2 separate regions of the Gossypium arboreum genome follow, and region 1 is linked to region 2. The links are chromatin contacts, called in public Hi-C maps. All regions are on one chromosome and are shown on one strand. The core of a region is the stretch at or near the end of the contact, and the rest is flanking DNA. Distances in the headings are between cores, read along the strand shown. Region 1 holds the start of LOC108462922 (cytochrome b5). Region 2 holds the start of LOC108461391.

Region 1 (3,386 bases), core at 633-3,132, 270 kb after region 2:
GATCAAACACTGCTTTCAAATTAAAAAAAAAAAAAAAAAAAGAAGAAGAAGAAGAAGAAGAGAACTTTTGGTAACTGTTCTTAATCATTATCAATTTAATTATTCAAAAATTGGGGTAACAATTTCTTTCAGCAGCCAATAGGGGGAAACATCATACTGGTTTACTTCTTATGCAGGTATAAGAAACCAACCACCACAGAGATGCCAACAATTGCCACAGGGATGGTCCAATATTGTTTTGTCAAGTCCATGAGCTTCTCAGAGTACTTAACGGCTTCCTTCTTAGAGGAAATTTCAAGTTCTGGGATGATAGGGGAGGACGTGTCAAGTTCACCAATGCAAAAGCTTTGCAGGAGCTCCTTTGCACTTTTGCTGTGTCCAGCATCTTCAAAATCATCGGTTGCATCTTTCCCTTCAAGGAGATCATTGGCAGCAGGCCATTTAGGGGATTCATTATTTTATATTCCGGACACTCTCAGCTCCTATGTATGATAAAAAAAAGTAAAGAAGTGCAAGGACATTACCTGTCGACTCGAGCACTACATCATCACCTCCTGGATGCTCATCCAAATAAGAAGTAACATCATATACCTGTAAAGGATGAAGACACTTCGTTTTGTATCAAGAGATAAATGAAGGGAATGGAGCTCATTTCACTTGCATAAGACCATTGTATAGGATTTTCAGGTGCTTTGAAGGAAATACAAGGTGTTAGGCTTAATCAATCATGTGCAAATTGTAATTTAGTATGGATACAACCAAATTGATCCGAACTATTGGATTCACTACAAACATCCACAGCAATGAATGCACAGCTCAGCACAGGATGTTAAGTTGCATCCTGCATTTCCTAGTCATTAAAACTAGTACATAAACCCTTGAAGCTAGTTGAACAGTGATCGATTAAGAGTCCAATTTCATTCAGGTGGAGCTACCTTCTTCGGGTGCCATAAGCAGGAAACCAAGTAGAACAGGACATAGGTACTAATGGGTGACACAAGACATGGTTTCATTACATAAAACTTCTCTATCAAACTTGACATCCTGATGAGCATAGTGAAAGCAAATTCTTGAAATGCTTTAAATACCAAGTAAAAAAGCTAGTAGCATCACAAATGAGCATATTGCAAATATAATGTTCTCTGTTGCTCTTCTGGAAAATGGATATAAATCCATGTCCTCAACATGATAATCATACAAAGGCAACGCATGATTATGTAAGCTGTTCAGTTTCTAAAACAAATAACACCTAAAATAGAGGAAATTATAAAATAACTTATGCCATTTTCAACATCCCCAAAGCAAGAACAGGTTGTCATTTCTTGTAAAATACAAAAAAAAAAAAAAAAACCAATCCAATAAGCATAACACCATCATCTTCAAGCAAAACCCCGAAAACTTGGGCTTTGCAAATTTTATCTAAAAAAAACCTAAAACTTTGCACAAAATAGCACCCTAACCAGTATATTGCATTTGAGATGAGCCATAAAGAAGAGGCTGCTGTACTAGAAATTATGAACAAAACAAATCTAATTGTAAATACATAAAGACCCAATAGAACGAGGGAAGTGAAAGAGAACCTTGCCATCTATAACGATCCAGCAATCATCTTTGGTATTGTGCTGAGAGGCTTCTTGCATGGTATAAAGCTTTGTAAGGGTCGGCATGGCTTTGACCCTTTTTGTCTCTGTTTTTTCCTTTTTTCAGATTCCTTTGGCGCCTGTCTCCGACTTAGGATGCCTAGTTATAGAAAAATCGGAGCGTGGCGGGCACTCCTTGAAGGTTTAATTTGCCTTCAGTCTCTGCACTTGTAGGACTTTCGAAATTTAGTCCTTGGCAATGTTGAAACAACTTACTTGTTGTTGGGTTTAACCAGTTCAGTAATATAATTAAATGAAAATTTTAGGAAAACCATAATTAGTTGTACAGATAGACTTGTCTTTTTTTTTTTTATCTTGGTTTCAAGGTTTATTTATTTATTTATTTATTTATCAATTTACAGTTATTTGCTTTATTTCTGAATATATTTTAACCGAACAAATAAAACGGGTTGTCTAGATTTAAACATCAGGCCTAATTCAACAAAAACTTAAACTCATGCCATATGTCATGGCTAGCCCTAAATTTTTTATTCCAAATATTTTAATTTTTATATTTAACAAGTAGAGGATTAAATTTATGGAAATAAAATAGATACACTAAATTAAAAAAGTTTAAAGAATATAAGGACGAAGAGAAGAATTAAACCTGCTTAGTTAGGTATTGAAAGAAAGAGCAGCAACGAATGAAGGATGGGCTCGCCACCACCAACCTTTCTTGAAACGGCCGCCTCCGCTGTGGCCCGTCGTAAAAAATCATTATTTCGAATAATTTTCTATTTTTTAGTAAAATAAAATTTTCAGTTTATCTATTTCTTCGTGTGTATATATATATATATATATAATATATAACAACAATGAAAACACCATAAGTACAATTATAATAATTAATTAAAATTGACAAATATTTAATATATAACAACAATGAAAACACCATAAGTACAAAGGGAAATATGCCTGTCATAAGTTAGTCCCACGCTAACTCAATTAATGTATTATAAAAGATTTAAATTAAGATAAGATTACATATTAATAAAAATATATAAAAATAATTTAATAAGTTCTAAATATTTCTTTAATGAGTAGCTGCCTTTTGCCTAATTGTGTTAATTGATGATATTACTCGCGTTATTCGTAAATATTGGTGAGTTCAAACTAGAACAAACAAAGGGTGGGCAATGTTGGCATGAGAAACTATGTGAAAGCCTAAAGGGATGGGGATTCAATTTTCAAGATACCAAGCTCTTCAACATTGCACTTTTGAGCAAGCAAATTTGGCATCTAATACACCATAATGAGACCTTGTGATTTTCTCAACTAAATACTTTCCATCAAGTGATATATATTTTTTTTATAAAAAATGTTGATAAATCCTTTTATGTTTGGAAAGGATTTGTGACTACTTGAGTCTTCATATGCAAATTTTATCTAGCGCATTAGTAATGGACACAAGGCAAAGGTGTGAACTAATAGATGGGGCATGATTTGTCCGATAGGAAGGATTTTGAGTATAATGGAACTCTCCCCAACAATGTCACTATTTCTACCCTTTTGTTGGATAACAGTAAAAGTGGAATGAGATTTTGGTTCAATCATCCTTTGCTAAAGACTATGCGAATAATATTTTGGCTCTACCTACTTGCGATAATGAGGTGGATGATGTTTTGGTATAGGGTCATGCTCCTACTTGGGTTTATTCCACTAGGTCAAGATACAATGGGCTACTTCTCCACTTTGGGCTATAGGCCACATCATGTATGTTGGAAGGAAATTTGGGAATTGAAAGCA
Region 2 (3,214 bases), core at 472-2,971:
TCCCAAGCTTATTTAAAGTGCCTTTGGAACCTTGTTTAGATTGATCAAATTTAGCAAAATAGATTTGCTTTAAATATGTGAGATTTGTTAAAGAGTTTTTAGGGAGAGTTTTTTAGAGAGCTTTTTTATTTGGGATATTTGGTTTTCTTTTGGGATTTGCTCTTTGTATTCCGGTTGAATACTCTCTATCGTTATACTCCTTTGTTTGTTGATTAGTGAAAAGCCGAAGCCTCTTTTGTGTTTGTTCTTTTCCACTTTTACTATCTCATTAGTTATACAAGTCGATCCCCAATAATATATTTATTGGTATGCCTTTATTGTTCCTATACTATTACCTTTTAAAACTTTTTATTCAAGAAATTGGATAGGGACTTTGCTAAAAAACAAATTAAATCTTTGCTGAGCAATGTTATATTATGTATTCATCTTCACTTCCCTTTTTCTTTGAATTAGAAGCATTTCGAACATTTCTTTTTCTATAATATTTTTTAAAATATATATTTAAATTTAACTAAAATAAGTTCCAAACTTTTAATTTCTAACTAAACATTAACGCATACTTATTTGAAATAAAAAAATTAGTAAAATCAAAGGATAAGAGTTTTATCTAAATACAAAAAACAAAATATAAGAACTTTATTCGAAAAAAGTGAAATGTTTAGGTTTTTATTTAAAACGAAAGAGGAAAAATAGCCGTCTTTTCTATGCTTAAAGATCTTGCCCAAAACCCTATCTAAAAATGTTGTTCACGCCTATTGGGCCGGATGGGCTCACTGGGGATGAAGATGTTTATTTTCCAATTACGTGGTGTTCTTCTTCTTCTTCTTCTCTAAATAAAATTATGTTTTCATTAAAACTTTCATCCCTTTAATATACAATTTATCAAAATTTGGTTCTACTATATGAGGATCAAAAGTTTATTTAGTTATTAGTAAACACATTAACTTGAATTATTGATTTTACTATTTTATTACATATAAATTTTTAAATATTAATTTCATGCATATAAAAAAATAAAAAATAGATACACTAACTTTTCAATTTTGGTAATGCAATTATCAGAAAATAATATTGCAAAATTGTACACGTTTTAGGGCCAATCTTATCCAGTTAATAGTGAGCTGATTTCTGAATCTACTAGAAAAGCAAATTGGGCTTCAACCTGAATAGGCTCAAAAATAACAGTTCAATATATGAAGTTGAGTTTTATAAGTAGAAAGGTTAATGGGCTGAGACCTAAATCTAAAATATTTTCATGCCCAAACTTAACCATTTAGGCCTAATCAAATGGCCCATTTTACCGTTTGAAAAATGATAAAAATTATTTAAATTTAATTATAGAATATATAAATATTAATATAAAATTACTTTTATATATTTTTGTTATTTATAAATATTAAAAGGAGTCAACTCAAAATTGAAAAATACAAACTCAGGCGTCTCCCAAAATGCATTGAATTAATTAGGCCAATCAAATCAATCAATCCATGAACACCTCTTGAGCCATAATACTCATAATGGACCTTACAACAAGAATTTAGTCTATTAATATTTAATATATTTAACAAGAAAGTTCAAATGTGCAAGACTCATTTATAAAAAATATTATTATTTATTTTTTACAATTAAGGGTGACTACAATATAAATATTTATTTTTTAAGGTAATATTTAAAATTATTTGAAAATAATATATTTTAATACACTCCAATACATCTCTTCGTTATCAAAAATTCTTATGCCTGTTTTAATAATAGAAACAAATGTTAAGGCTTGAAGATAATGTACGAGGGGTTATGTTGGCATGTCTTTAGAGAATAACAGTTAAAAGCGCTGCTATTAAGTGTAAGGCAGCTGAAGAGGGAGCGGGTAAAACAGAAGAATGAGCAATAGTAGAATTATATTTCGGTCTGTGTTACGAAGCTCTCGAAGGCCTTCCTTGGGCTTCGCCGCTTCATCCTTGTCTTCTGCAAGGTTCTCTCCTTTACCTCTTCCCACTGCCCTTAACCCTCCTCCTCCTTTTGAACTAAAATCCATTTCCTCTTTCACTTCTTCCTTCACTCGCCGTCTATTCCACAACACAGCCTCCGTTCACAACAAAAACGAGAACCACCAACAGGAAGAAGAAGAACTGCGTTTCTGTTATTCCTTTTTTCCTTTCTTCTGCTGTGCATACCAAGTGTTTGATCAGAGTTCTGTGTCAGTAACCGATTTTTTTGAACTTCTTGGTTTGAGCAGATGGAACTGCTGAAGATGATGGAGAATTCACGGATGAGTGGGAAGAAGAGGATGAAACCGTCGAGCCCAAGGTATGCATTGTTTCTATCTTATTGGATTTCTTTCCTTGCTTTTGATGACGGGTCTTTTTATTTTATGTTATTTTATGAATGTAGGTTGGTGATGGAGGGGATGGTGGTGGAATTGTATTGCAAGGTGTTCCTTGGGGTGAATCTGCTCTCTCTATAGCCCATGATGCACTAAAACTGTTTAGCGATGACATTAAACTTTATGCTTTCAAGACTACACCTCGTGGATACATTTATGTCAGACTTGACAAATTGTCAGATGAGTAAGTATTCTTCCTTATGGATCGCTAACAAGCTGGAGAAACTGAAGCTTCTTTCAAGAACCTAACTAATAGCTGTCATTTGATTGTTGCTTTTATCTCTTATATTTGTTCTGGAAATGAAAGGCAAACAGCATCTCTGGTAGTGAATGATTTGAAGAATATATATCTTTGTGAGAATGAAATACATAGCTTTACGTTTACAAACTTTGGGAGGGGATGGGTTGCACAAGGCTTGAACTCCTATGGTGCCAATGTACAACAACCTTGCTACTCCAAATGTGGCTACATCTTCAGTGTTTCATTTTAATAATTTTTTCGATTTCAGTAATTAAGATTTCCTTTTAATTCATTGCTTTTTACCATTTGTTTTTGGAAGCAGAATGTAAGTAGCAAATGAAGTAACCTAGTAGTCTAATTTATTGCGCTTGACCCAACTCATTTGGTATCTGATGAAAAAATTAGGAAAAATGGGAACACACTTAGAAAAAGGAATGAATTGTACCCCCTTTTTTTTCTCTTGAAAAGTAGAAAACTTCCAGAGGAATTATGCAGTCATCTTGTGATGTAGCTTGGCACTTGAAATTGAATCTCTGGGGTTTATAATATTAAAAGACCAATGCTCCTTTCATCAGATATGGTTGTCCCAG

What was found. Hi-C and Micro-C count contacts between places; a contact is called where the count stands out from the background.
Region 1: a contact with region 2 is called in a Hi-C map of leaf, with 4 times the contacts expected there. The contact joins the promoter of LOC108462922 here to the promoter of LOC108461391 in region 2. A contact is called at or near these places in 2 of 5 Hi-C or Micro-C datasets (both in leaf).

The regions. Positions count from the first base shown.
Region 1 is chr13:32,576,354-32,579,739 of ASM2569848v2, forward strand. LOC108462922 (cytochrome b5) reads right to left here and starts at 1,883. Exons shown (of 3, transcript XM_017762837.2): 1 at 1,581-1,883; 2 at 525-591; 3 at 66-412. The coding sequence starts at 1,667. The coding sequence ends at 162.
Region 2 is chr13:32,302,592-32,305,805 of ASM2569848v2, forward strand. It overlaps LOC108461391, which reads left to right and starts at 1,722. Exons shown (of 7, transcript XR_001867733.2): 1 at 1,722-2,139; 2 at 2,237-2,307; 3 at 2,392-2,567; 4 at 3,200-3,214.